Linked DNA regions of Mus musculus: region 1 is linked to region 2. The links are chromatin contacts, called in public Micro-C maps. All regions are on one chromosome and are shown on one strand. Each heading gives the region's core, a stretch centred on a gene start, on an enhancer-like site or on the middle of the called end of the contact. The rest is flanking DNA. Distances are from core to core; before and after follow the strand shown. Region 1 holds the start of Fgf3 (fibroblast growth factor 3). Region 2 holds the start of Kcnq1ot1 (KCNQ1 overlapping transcript 1).

Region 1 (7,001 bases), core at 281-2,780, 1.5 Mb after region 2:
TTTCTCAGGGGCTAGGCGTGGGGCAGAGACCCTGCAGACCCTGGCTAGAACAGAGGCCCTGGGAGACAGTTGAGGGTGCTCAGCTGTGGAGGACATGTGCATTCAGCATGCTGAAGAGGGCCTGCTACCCTAAATGAGGTTCTCAGGGTGGAAAATGTCCCAGTGTGTGCTAGTAATAGCTTCTGTATCGTGGAGGTCCCCCCACCCCAACACTTCTCAGGATCTCACATCAACAAGGGCTTCCCGCCAGACTCCTCCCAAGAGCTCAGGATCAACTTAGGAACCAATGTTGTGACCCATGCCACAGGGTCCTGAGGCATGCCTGAGGGTAGTTGCTGGCCAGGGGACCGTTGGAAGCACAGGATGTGGGGTGGGACCTTTTCTGATACCTCAGGAAGTCCTTCTTCTTTGAGGCCCTTGGCAGATAAGGAACTGAGGTCAAGAGCTCAGGGTCCAGGGAGCTATTCCCTGAACCTGGACTCCCCCTCAGCCTGCCAGGTGGGCATGCGGGCGCCATTGTGGGATCTTCTTTCCCTTCGGTTCTGTTGCCCTCTGTATCTCCACATTCCTCCCCCTCTCCACTGCTCTCCTCCTTCTTTCTCTTCAGCCAAATCTGTCATCTGCCTCACCCACCTTTATTTCTGTCTCTGCCTAGATTTCCTGGGCTCTAAGGCTCTGTGACTCTATTGTCTCTGCTCCTATCTGTGCAGTCCCCTCTCTGGACCACCGCTGGGATAGACCACTCCCACTTAAGGTGTGCAAACTTCCTGTGCTACCTTCTGGTCAGTTAGGTAGCTTCGAGCTTAGAGTCCCTGGGCCGTTGGGCCACAAGACTGGACGCCTGAGGACCGCTCTGCGGTGTGAGAAGCGACCTGCACGAACCCAACCCCGGGCTCCCCACGCACCGCCCTCCGCAATTGCTCTGGATTAGGCGCCGCCTTTCATGAGCGTTTGTCAGCTAGACTTCCCCGCAAGTTGTTTGCGCAGACATCAGTCATCCACAGTCCCATTGTGCACCCAGGATTGATGTAAGGCGGGAGGGGGTGACAGGGCCTGGGGGCGGTTGCCTTTAGGCCTCGCTCTATAATTTTCCGAGGCATAATTGGTCTGGGGGCGGGGGCGGGGCGGGGACCTTTCAGAGGCGGGAGGGGGCTCAGGGCGCACGGCGGAGGAGCGGCGGCCCGACGGCTCTGGCCCGGGAGCTGTGCGCAGGCGACGCCCGGCCTGAGTCCCGCGCCCCCGCCAGGGACCACGGCCGCCTTTTGTTGTCAAGCGCCCTTTCTTCAGAACTGTGTTCGGCAAAGAAACACGACCCCCATTCCTGGGTGAAAATTCAAAGTCTTCTTTCTCCATCTCCCTCTCCTCTTTCTTGTCTTCTCTCCACTATCTCTTCCCCTCTCCTGCTCCACCCGTCCTTATCTCCATCTCCACCTCTCTCCACCTCTCCCTGTCTCCCCTCCTCTTCCTCCCTCCCCTGTCTCCCACCTCTTCCCGGTCCCCCTCTCCCTCCCTTCCTCTCCTAGCCACAGTCGAGCCGGCCTGGCGCGCGGGCGTGTGCTCCCAGCGCCGCGCCTTCGTGAGACCCGCGCTGGCGCAGCAGCCGCTGCGGGCGGGCGCGATGCCGGGATGGGCCTGATCTGGCTTCTGCTGCTCAGCTTGCTGGAACCCAGCTGGCCAACTACGGGGCCCGGGACGCGACTACGACGCGATGCGGGCGGCCGTGGTGGCGTTTACGAGCACCTCGGCGGGGCGCCACGGCGCCGCAAGCTCTACTGCGCTACCAAGTACCACCTCCAGCTGCACCCAAGCGGCCGCGTGAACGGCAGCCTTGAGAACAGCGCCTATAGTGAGTGTTCAGGTCCGGACAGGGAGGGGAGGGTGGCGGAAGAGACCGGAGGGCTCGGTCCCCTGCCGCCACGTCCTAGATAGAGGCAGAGCTGAGGTCAGTCCGAAGACGCCGCCGCGGTCCCAGCTACCGAACTCAGCAAGCTGCCCCGCCCGTCCCGCTCCCCCAGGAGCTGCGCGGGAGGCGACCCCGGTTCTGACACGTTTCTATTACTCAATGAAAAGCCGTTGGACAAGGATTTATCGCCCTCTTTATTGTTTTGACGACCCCGGGGTGCATGGCCAGTCCCTTTCGTTCTCTTTGCTCTCAGCCGATGCGCGGAGGACACTCCACTAGGCAGAGCTCGGTTTCCGCAACGCGGCATCTGACGACAGGCTTGTCCCGCGTCCTGCGCCCTGCAAGAGAGCGCGACAGGACAAACAGGCGTCCCCTCGTGTTCCGGATGCTGCTGACACGCACCCACAGCCCGCAGCTCGATCATACCCAGGGCCAGTTCCCGAGTATTGCAGGGTTTGGCTTCTTCAGTTGGGTACCCACGAGCGGAGCTGGACCAGGAGCGTTGCTCGCTGCGTGGGAGGGAGGCCGCGCAAAACTCACCGCGCCCGGGGCGCAGGAAGCCGAACGGGGGGCGCGGGCGGCGGGGGGGAACCGCAGCTTCCTCCTGCAAAGCCGCAGCCCCGCGGGGGCGTCCTGGGGACTAGACCCTGTCGGGCCTGGAGCGCGGGGCTCCTCATGCGCACCACTCCCCATTTGCTGGATCCCGGGAGGTCCCAGATGTAGAGGAGGGGCACATTCGCTGCCACCTAGGGGCACTCAGTCTGGTGCTCGTCTGGCGCCAGCTGTAGAGGCCTCATCCTGCACCCCTCCAAACCGTGGCTAGGGCAGAATCTCAACTGAGTCCGGTAATCTGGACCATGCTGGGTCCCAGCGGCCGCTCCCTAGAAAGGGAGTGAATCCTCGACCCACTATCCCGGGGGTCTTTGACCTCCGCTCCCCTCCCAAAAGCACTATACTGTTCACGGCAAAGGCTGGTAGAAGTTTGGTTGTTTTTGTATTTTGTTTGTTTTGTGTGCCACAGTGAGTGTGTGGAGGTCATTGAGCCACTAGCTGGAGTCTGGTCTCTACTTCCATCATGTGGGTTCCTCGATCAAACTCTGGTGATCAGTCTCTGCAACTTCTCTGTCATCTGCGCTGAGAGATTGTTAACTTTTGTACCTACTCTTAGGCCTGGGTGAGCCCTGTCACCTTTCCTCAGCACCCAGGCCCTTTTCTGTGGCAGGCTACCTCTCAGCACACATCTTTGGATCACTTGCTGCCAGTGGGGGGCTGGGCTGCAAACCCTGGCTTCCCTAAGAGTCTTGGCCACCTCCCCTTCTGGGTCTCCATCTGCTCTGGGGTTTGGATCTCCCAAACCATTATGTGTGGCTTAAGTTACTTGATGCTTGCGAGACCGAGGCATTCACAAGATTGCACAAAATACAGACTGGGTCGATCTGTCCAGGTTGCACCCAAGGTGCATGGCAGGGGCAGAACATTCCCATCATGTCTTCTCCTGAGGTTAGGATTAAGGTCTCCCGCACAGTGGCAGGATGCCCCTTTCCTTACCACCTGCTCAATGTTTTCTTCCTACCAGGACTTCCAACCAGACCTGTCCCAGCTTCCTGAGCCTAGAGGGGGAAGCTGGCTCAGGCTGAGGTTCTGCTTAGGTTGAGACGTTGATGGACTCTTCCTGACTCTTTCCAGGCATCCTGGAGATTACTGCGGTGGAAGTGGGCGTGGTGGCCATCAAAGGGCTCTTTTCTGGGCGGTACCTGGCCATGAACAAGAGAGGACGGCTGTATGCTTCGGTGAGTTCCATTACTGGTGGGCAGGTGCTGATGGAATAACCATCTGGCTTGAGCATCTGATTGGGGGACAGAAGAGGACATGAGAGATAGACTTCTTAGCCCCCAGGTCATGCCAGACTCAAGCTCGTCCAGATCCCTCCTGGGCTTCTGAGTGCCTGCCCAACACAGACTTTAGGTGCTCAGGAAAATGCCCTTTCCACCTGTCTGAAGTCAGTCTCTTTCTCTAAACGTCGAAATGATGGAGACAGGAAGTGAGCATGGCAGCAGGGTCCCAAACCTCCATGGTGTGAGTAGCCACCATAGCTGCAGTTGAGGGAGAGCAGGTCATGGCAAACCTGCCCTGCATCTGTGGAAGGAGGAAGGCTGGTGCTTGGCCTGTTCTTCTCAGGGTGGGAAGGCAACAGTTGTCTGGCTTAGCAGGAGACTGGAGAAATGGCTGTCAGTCTAGTACTGGTTGCACAGCATGAGAACCTGAGGGTCTCCAGCACCCATGTATCAAAGCCAGGATAAAGTGTGGTCATCCCAGGGCAGGGGGAGGAGGCAGGATGGCTTTTGGGGTTCCCCAGCTAACCTAGCTGAATTGGCCTCCACGCTCCTGGATGGGCAACAGGAGGAGCTCAGGGGTCTCCATTCTCCTGACCTGAGGTGTGACAGAAACACACTCTTGCCTGAGTGATGGGTCTTAGCTGCTGCAGAGCTGGGCTGGTGATTTCCCTGACTCTTAGACTCTGTGTCCTGACCCACTCTAGTGAGTGAACTCAGCTGACTTTACAATGAACCTGACTATCCCCCAGAAACTCTGCCTTAGGGTGAGGTTTTGGGTACACTCAATGACAGATCTGCCCACAGGGAAGAACATGATGGGGGGCATGCCTGTGCTCTCTTGGCTTCAGGGGAGCAGGGATGATGAGGTCAGGGGTCCCACTGGTTGGAGTAGAACTTTCCAGATAACCCATCAGGGATGGTCCTACAGACTTGCAGACAGGTCCCAGCTTCTTTCAGCTGCTGGCTGGTGTCTAAGGCCTCTTCCTGTAGACCTGTCCCTGGGTGTCCTGGGTGCGTAATGTGGCTGCCTATGTGCTATATCCATGGGACAGTGACATTCCATAGTCAATCCCCACCTCCTGGAAGTCTTCGACCACAACTGCCCACAGCTCCCTCTACTGTAAAAGCAGGCTGAATGAAGTCAGCTCATCCTTCATGACAGTCTGTCCATTCATTGTCTATCATCCATCCATCCATCTATCCACCCATCTACTCAGCCTGCCATCTATCCACCCACCTACACACTCAGTCATCTACCCACACCTCCATCTATACACTCGTTCATACGTCCCAACCTATCATCCATCCATCTATCCACCCATGTACCATCCTTACACCCAATTATCTAACCACTGATACATTTATTTGTCTATCCACCTACACAGTCACTCACCCACCCAGCAACATACCTAGCTACCCATCCACCTATTACATCCACCTGCCTGTTCAGCCACTCACCAACACATCCATTCATCCACCCTCTGACACACCAGCTAGCCAGCCACCTCCAGCATGCTCTGTCTACCACATACCAAGCACTGAGCCAAGTGCAAGGCTGCAGCAAAAGGGGATAGTGGAAGGAAGTCACTTGGAGCAGGGCACAGACTTGGACAGGTTGGATAGCCAAGCTGCCTAGACAGTGGCAGGTGTGGACTGCTGGTCCAGGCAGCCTTAGGAGAAAGGGAGGCATTGGGGAGATGTAGCCCCATTGACATCATGGCTCCAAGGCTGTTGACTGTGGCTTCTGTCTCACAGGATCACTACAACGCAGAGTGTGAGTTTGTGGAACGGATCCATGAGCTGGGCTACAATACATATGCTTCCCGCCTGTACCGCACAGGGTCCAGTGGGCCAGGAGCTCAACGGCAACCTGGTGCCCAGAGACCTTGGTACGTGTCGGTGAATGGCAAGGGTCGGCCACGCAGGGGCTTCAAGACCCGCCGCACACAAAAGTCCTCTCTCTTCCTGCCCCGAGTGCTGGGCCACAAGGACCATGAGATGGTGCGGCTGCTGCAGAGTAGCCAGCCACGAGCCCCAGGAGAGGGCAGCCAGCCCAGGCAGCGGAGGCAGAAGAAGCAGAGCCCAAGTGATCATGGCAAGATGGAGACTTTGTCTACCAGGGCCACTCCAAGCACCCAGCTGCATACAGGTGGACTGGCTGTGGCCTGAGTGGCCACCTGGAAAGCCCTCTGAGACCAACTCCAGTGGGCACCCAAGATTCACTTGGAGCCCTGGCCTCCCCACCCTTGTCTTTGGGCTGGCTGCTTGGGGGACCAAGAACTTGCATGCCTTTTACAGCTTTCAAAGAGCAAGTGCCAGCTGCTAAGGGGCTTGAGTCAGAGACTCTGGAAGACTCGAAGTTCAAGATGTATGTGGAGTTACATGAGAGGGAATTCTTATTACAGGGGTCATCCTAATCCCGGATGGAGCCCAGCCAATGGCAGTCAGTCCTGGCAACCTGAGGCAGTGGACCGTGGAGGGGGCTGTGATTCACACATTAAAGGTGTCTTTCTGTCTTGCTATTTAACAGCTGGGATACAGACTTAGCATGCCCTGAGGCTCCAACTGAGATATTCTGTGGAGGGTGAAGAAGGCAGTGATCTGCGGGCTTCCCTGCAAGGTGTCAGACTGGCTGTGTCCTGAGAAAGGGCTGAGGTGCTACATGCAAGCATGTGTTTGTGGGTTCTTATGTCTGCAAATACCCACAAGCATGTGTGTAGAAGGGTGTTGGTGTATTCCTGAGAACATGTGTGTGTGAAGCATGCACACAAACTGGCCCTGAACTTTTGACTTCCAGGCCTCTGCCTCTCTGCGCGCACACACACACTCGCACTCCTGTATATGAAGCGTATATGTGTTTCTCTGGGAACTGTTTTTATCAGGTGAAGTACTTCCTTTGTTCTTGCTACCCACCTCCAGGGCTCCAGGATCTCCAGACAGCCAACCCTAAGACAGGCCCAGCTTCCTCTGTATCTCTGTGATGAGAACCTTGGCATAGAGCTGCCCTCACCCTCGGGATAGGGCTTATGTTCCCCGGAACGAGCCAGGCACCTCAACAGCTCCTGGGGAGGAATAGGGGACTGGGAAGTGTCTGTTGGCTAATATTTAAAACTGACCCAACAGGAGTCTGGGCCACTTCGGGGATCTGTCCCTTGCCCTTAGTCAGAGGCCAGTGGCTTCACACTGGGCGTGGGTTGGGAGGGAGGCAGGAACATTCATGTCCTGCTCAGTTCCTATCTACCATTTGACCCTGGTTGACACAA
Region 2 (7,101 bases), core at 2,970-5,469:
TAGAAATCCTTAATTTTTGCACCTATTCAAGTTCATAAATTTGAGTCTTGAGATTTATCCTACTTAAGACTTCCACCCTACCCTAGAAAATATTCTCTGTAGTTTTTCTTAATAAATAGCAACTACCTTTTACTTACAGTTTGGAGCTCCCCCTTTCTAAGGACTCTGAGTTCACAGGATGTTTCTCTTTTACTTGTTTTTTAACATCTTCCAAGGAGGTTCCACTGATATGTGGTGCCACTTTGATCACATGTCACCTTCCCCAGACTCGGGGCTGAGCTCACTGAGCTCTGTTCTGGGTCTCTGTCACTCCACCCTTCTGGCTGCTAAGCCATGGAATGTTTTTCAAAGTTCACTTGGCATTTGTACATCTTTCTCTTTCACATACATTTTTGAGGAAGAGATGTTAAATCCTCCAGCTAGAAGTCTGACTGCAATCTAACTAAATTTACAGATTTGCAAAATACTGAGGATTCTAACGCTAAATTTTCCAAGAAAACAAATGTCTCTGCACATCCAAATACCTTCCTTTATCTCCAATGGGAATTTACAGTTTTCCCAAAAACACTGTCTTAAAAAAAGACCAGACAATCTCGTTGCTATTCTAATTTGTATCTGAGTGCACTTCTTACATCTTTTACATCACTATTGTTATAAAGAAATGTGGGGTTTTAAAAATTTGTTTGTTTGGGTATACTGTATATACCCAAATAATTCTTTTGCTGCAAAACCTTATCTTTCAGGTAGTTCAGCAGTTTTCAAAGAAAAGTCCAAAGAAACTTCTGAGAAGCCTTCTCAGACCCTCCCAGGAAAGGTCACAGATGGTCTGAGGAATAAATACGCCCATAACTCATCTGCAGTCTCTATTTTGATTCTCACAAAGTCAGAGTTTTCCAGAGATATGACCTCCCTGGAATATACAATTATACAGCTCTATGTTTAAGCACATAATTTTAATGTCTAAGACTGTAACTACCAATAAATATAGTCCATCTTAAATAAATGTGGGGAGGGGGAGTTAATAATTTTTTAAGTACACAAAGATTGTAACATCAAAATGTTTGCAAACCCCAATGCAAATACAACTATTCTCTCTAAGTCATTAGTTTCGCTCTTCCTGCCACGGAAGTCTTACATCTCCATTTCTTTTCCTTATATTAGGAGGTGGCTAGGAAAATACCCTTGGCCTGCTCCTTATCTTACCAGGAATAATAGTTTTTAAGTTTACTTAAAAGTTAAATTTGGATATACACTGTATCAAGTTAGGGAAATTCTCTTCTAGTTTTTGGCTTCCTAAGTAATGTCCTTCCAGCCCCCTCAAATGCATACATAGGCGTCAAACCTCATCATGTAAATTTTCTGCCTCTATTGAGAAAACCATATGTTTTTTCTCCTGCAGTCTCTTAATACTGTGACTTACACGGATAGAGTTTCTGATATTGGATCATCTTTATATCCCAAGGAGAAATCCTACTTGTCTAAGAACTGTTGTTCAAAATTCTCTTGGATTCAGTTAGTTAATACTGTAAGTGGACCTTCATCTATGTTCACCAGGGAAGTGCCTCATAATTTTCTTTATTTGTGCTCTCCTTATTTGAATTTGGACATGCTCTGATTCGAAATTTTAAAAGATCCTTCTAGCTGGAGCACAAATCCCAAAACAGATCCACTTTTTTTCTTCAGTGTGTTTGGTAACACATTAAAATAGAACTATAATCAAGCAATCCAATCCTTTAAATTTTTCTCCTAGTATCTGGAAAACAGGTGCAGAAATGGATCATTTAAGACACCATAGAAATCTGGTTAATCCTGCCTGCCTGCTTTCCTTCAGCAAGTATTGCCTGAGGATGGCTGTGTATTAGGCCCATGGCTGGGTGGGGCAAGCTCTAGGGAACAGAACAGAAAAGGTTCCTTTTTGGTAGTGCCTAACAAAGGGCACACGGTATGAGAAAAGATTGTTAAATGCATATTATTTGTCCTTATTACTATTGAGAAATATTTTACACTTTTTAATCATTTAAGATAAGACTATTTTTACCTCTATGAATTACTTACTCCCTTTTATGCCCAGAAAGGTTACAGCGGAAAGCACTCCTCCCCATTTTACAGAAAAGGGAATGTGACCAACAAGAACAACAAAATGGAGGACTAAGGTTTGGGCCCTGGCCTTGGTCCTTTAAATCAACTCTGACCCACATGGGACCCCATGTCTCAAAATGTGATTCCCACTTGTTAAAAACCAGACTCTTTATACTTCAGTCCTGATCCCTACCTCAGACCATTATGCTCACACTCAAAACCAACTTTAATTCTTACTGTACTGCCCAGTCAGGTCCTGAATATAACTAGAAACCCTCAGTCTGGTCCCCAACAGAGACCTGAGCCTCTGGGATCTCAATTTAAAACCACAGAAAAGAATCAAATCCCAACTGAAAATCTGGAGGTAACTCCCAGTTCTGCTATTCCCCCAATTCAGACCTGATTCTGACTCTGCAGGTCTCAACGTGTGGGTCGTGACCCCTTTAGGCTTGAACAACCCTTTCATAGGGATCGCCTAAGACCATCGGAAAACACAGGTATTTACATAATGACTCATAACAGTAGCAACATTGCAGTTATGAGGTAGCAATGAAATTAATTTTATGGTTGGAGGTCACCACAACATGAGTAACTGTATTAAAGGGTCAAAGCACAAGGAAGGTTAAGAACCCACTGCAACCACTGCGGCCTCCACCCCAAGTTCCCAATCCCCCACACCTGAATTCCGAGTCGGCTCCAGACCCGAATCTCTACCCGATTCCAATCGTGACTCCACTCTAGACTCGGAACCACTGTAGACCCACACATACACACACCCAACTCGGATCCAAGAGCTAGATCACAACTCGGTTCAAAACTCCGAATAAGCAGCCTTCCCCAGCCTCAGTTCCACGATACCCTTCCCCCACCATGCGCGAACATTCCGAACGGAGCCCCTCACTCTCAGCATTAAAACAGCTACCACATAACAACACGTACTCCACTCACTACCTTGGTGCTGGCCACACCGGGCTACAAAGCTCAGGGGTCTCCAGACCCGATTCGGTTTCAGCTCCAGTGCGTTCTGACTCGGCCCGGGGTTTAGAATCCGAAGGCCTGAGCCGGTGTCCTAGGCCACTCACCTTGGGACTCGACCGACCTCGGGGCTCAAAGGGCCTCAAGACCACCCCTGCTTCTGTAAGCCTGGGCCACAAAGATGGGGACGTGGACGCAAAATACGAGAACTGAGCCACGGCCGTGAAACGAGGACCGGCCGTGAAACGAGGACCGAGCCGTAACTGCAAAACGAATACGGAGCCACTGCGGCAAAACGAAGATGGAGCCCAGCCGCGAAAGCGCGGCACGAATCACCTCTGCTTCTGGCCGTGAGTGCTTGCCGCGAGGAGGGGGAGGCTATGATGAGCGCGGCCACGCGGACTTGCGACTTGTGCCGTGCTGACTCAGAGAAGAAACCCGCGCTGAGAAAAAAACCATACCTAGGAGAACCATGCCGAGAAAAAGAAGCGCTGGGAACCAAGCTGAACAGAAAAGCTCTCCAAGTAGAATCACACAGAGGGAAAAGAAGCGTGTTGAAGAAAAACTGAGAGAACCCAGCAGGCTAAAAAAAAATGCTGAGAAGCCAAGTGGATCGCGCCAAGGCAGCCGACCGCGCTGGAGTGATCCGTGCTGAAACGATCCACACGGAAGTGACCCAATTGCTGAGGCAGATCGGACCATATCGCCGACCACCATGACGAAACAAGATAAGACCTCACCATGGAGGTCTAGGCTCAGGACAAACACTGAGGAGGATCGCGTTGAGCAAAGCACACTGAGGATGGCTAGTCGGGACTGAGGTGTAGTGCTCAAGTGATCCGAGCAGAGGCAGCTCCAAAAGAACTGTGGACAAATATGCTGAGGCTGGTGGCTGGCTGATATGACCTCACCGTGAAAAACCATGCAGAGGACGATCACACGGATGAAAACCACGCTGCTGAGACGAGCCACGCTGGGAAGGACCATGCAGAGAAAAGCACACTAAGGTGTACTAGACCGTAACCACGCCGAGGAGAAGCCCACCGAAGTAATCCAAAATGAGGCCGACCACACCGGGCCTGACTGGACCAAAATGCACCATCATAGACCACGCGGAGGGGCGCCGCAAGGAAAGCTGCGCAGACGTGCTGAGGCAACTGTTCCTCCTAGCGACAACGGCTAGGCCACCTACCAAGACCTTGGTGACGTGGCAGCCACGACACTGTTGATTGGACAGATGCTGAATAATGACTAGGGAGCTCTTCCTCATGATAGGCTGGATACAGATAGCTCTGTGCTGACTATTTTTATTGGCCAAGAGGAAACAGCCTGATGTCTCCAGCATTTGGATTGGGTGAGCTTGTACAGGATTGTACGACCTAGCCTGCTGGGTCCACCACCCCTTAAGGCCTACCTTCCTCATCCCTTCCTAGCTGAACCTGGGGTTCTTAACTCTGAATAAGTGTGAGACCAACCTCAATGCAGTACAGGGCAGATACCTGAGGCAGCCAATGTACCTAAACGGTTTCATGGCCAAAGATGAGTATGCCCCTGGCTCTGGCCTGACCTTGGGATGCAAAAAAGCAATCCACCCTCTCAGCTGTCCCATGGAATCCTACTGTGCAGGCCAGGGTGTGGTCATCTAAAGCACACAAGGAGGCCACCCTGCTTGTTTTTTTTTTTTTAATCACCAAGTAAGGAAAGTCTTGGGGCTATCTTACTTATGAAAAGGAGGGGGCCCTGGGTCTGCCCATGTTATAAAACTAGGTAATGATAGTCCTGAGGTTAGACCCCAGCCACTCGACCCATCCTCCAGATTCTCTTGGTTCCTGGCCCTGTCACTGGAGTGTTCAGGATCGTTTCCACTCTGTCCACTTACTTATCCATGCATTTATTTGACTAACACTGTCTACGCACCACCCTGTATCTAGCATTGACCTAAAGCCTGGAGAAACTTGACAAAATGCCAGATTTGGGGGACAATCCACTTGCCCAGGATTCATAAGCAAGCCTGGGGCGAGGGGGGGGAATGCAGATTTCTGTGCAAACTATAGTTTTAGCATGTGGAACTCTGGGTATATTCTCCAAACCACCCCTACCCAGAATTGACTTCAAACAGGATTTAGGGGAAGGGGAGGGAGAGCCAGTCCTGTGAACAGGCCAGGGTGTGGTCATCTAAAGCACGCAAGGAAGCCATACATCTTAACTGCTTTTGCTGAAAATATATGTCTACAAAAACAGCCAGGAAGCTCTCTTGCCAAAGATGACTGAGTATATGTGGGGGAAGGAGGGGAAGGCACGGTTTTTAGGTTTGGGTTTTTTTTCTTTTTCTTTTTCTTTTCTGTTCTTTTTCTCTTTTTTTCTCCTGTTGTTATTTAGCTGGAGAAAAGAGAAACTGGTGTCATCCTCTAGCAACAGACAGTTCCTTTTTACCCTCAGAAGCTACTCCTAGCTTGGTACCCCACCTCCTACCAGGCCACACATCTGCTTTGCCAATTCCTTTTGGGCCCGTCTGGAACATGCTGCATTTGATTCAAAGGGCCAGTCCTACCCTCCTACCTGATGGGTGGTTTTCTTTTCTGCCTATCCCAGAGCAGATGTGCAGTTAATGGGGTCCCTCAAGAACCTGTCACCATCTTTAAATTCATCATATTAGCTTTGAGCTTGCATCTTGGAAGTGAAGCCTGGGATCTTTTGCCACAAATGGCCCCTTCCACTTCCCCAGCATAAGTGACTAGGCACCTGCTTCCTGCCATTGCCAGCCTTCCAATTGACCTCTAAGAGGGGCATCAGGGCCACATGGTAAACGTGGTTATCTGCTCCCCTTGGCTGAGATCAGGGAACCCTCTCTGTCTTGTTTCCCATCTGTCTACTAGAGATGCTGCTGCTGAACCCCATGAAGCTGCTAAGCCAGGCACCAAGAGAATGTGAAGGGGCCATGGGGCTCTGATTTGAAACCCTGCTCTTCCTTACTCTAAGCACTGTCCCAGCTTAGCTCTGAGGCCTAAGCCTTTGTTTGCCTCCTCTGGCCTAGAAGGCCAGGCATTTTCCTTGGATCCTGTTCCTGCAGGCCTGTTTCTTGCAGGGAAGGTAAGGGGAGTGGAACCCCCAGTTCTTTAGAGACTATCCACATGTTTTACCAAAACACAACTCCCAGTAAGAAATGTAGGCACCTTTTCAAAATGTTATGGATGTTCTTTTTGTTTGGTTGATTGATTGGTTTTGTTTTTTCTAGGCAGGGTTTCTCTATGTAGCCTTGGCTGTCCTGGAACTTGCTCTGTAGACCAGGCTGGACTCTAACTCTTGGAGATCCTCCTGCCTCTGTCTTCTAACTACTGAAATTAAAAGTGTGTGTTACCAACCGCCTGTTATGGATGTTCTTAATCCAAACCAAATGGGTAGATCTCTGCTGCCTAGGGAAGCTGTGTCTTACAAAGTGCCTTGCTGACCCTCCAGGCCTCACCTGTGGGTTTCCCAAAGGTCTGTTTTATTCAAATATGTGAGTAAGCTCGGAAGCTAACTGAAGCAAGGTCACTTAGAGGAGTGACACCTTCCTGGGAGCTTGATAGGGATTCTATCTTGATAATGGGTTGTTTGTTTATTTGTTTTGGGTTTGTTGTTGTACTTGTTCTGTTCTGTTTTGTTTTCTAAGACAGTGTTTCTTCGAGTAGCCTTGGCTTTCCTGGAACTAGCTCGGTAGACCACGCTGGACTCACACTCACAGAAATCTGCCTGCCTCTTCCTCCTGAGTGCTGGAATTAAAGGTTGTATATCACAACCTCCCCACCAGGCTGAGAATAGTTTTGTTTTGGTTTGTTGTTTTAATTATGAAAATTTAGTTTATTTAATGGTATACTTAAAGTCTGAGTTCTAATTGTGTCTTTAGTCATGACATACCCAACAAGTAGATTCAAGAGTGTCTGTTGTCAGTTTGTAGATTCTGGGCCCTCAGTTCTGTCCCTAATCAATTTCCTTTTGATGACATCTGGTATATACCTCACTGTGCTTTCAAGAGGTCTCCATAGGTCAATCTTTGAAGTCGGTTAG

What was found. Hi-C and Micro-C count contacts between places; a contact is called where the count stands out from the background.
Region 1: a contact with region 2 is called in a Micro-C map of embryonic stem cells, with 3 times the contacts expected there. The contact joins the promoter of Fgf3 here to the promoter of Kcnq1ot1 in region 2. A contact is called at or near these places in 1 of 484 Hi-C or Micro-C datasets (embryonic stem cells) and 1 of 115 datasets of contacts at active chromatin or transcription factors (embryonic stem cells).

What each region holds. Positions count from the first base shown.
Region 1 is chr7:144,837,082-144,844,082 of GRCm38.p6, forward strand. It overlaps Fgf3 (fibroblast growth factor 3), which reads left to right and starts at 1,531. Exons shown (of 3, transcript NM_008007.2): 1 at 1,531-1,846; 2 at 3,590-3,693; 3 at 5,494-6,267. The coding sequence starts at 1,627. The coding sequence ends at 5,907. RefSeq lists a promoter at 1-1,539 and an enhancer at 670-708.
Region 2 is chr7:143,292,328-143,299,428 of GRCm38.p6, forward strand. Kcnq1ot1 (KCNQ1 overlapping transcript 1) reads right to left here and starts at 4,220. Exons shown (of 1, transcript NR_001461.5): 1 at 1-4,220. The region is part of intron 11 of Kcnq1 (potassium voltage-gated channel, subfamily Q, member 1); the gene reads left to right.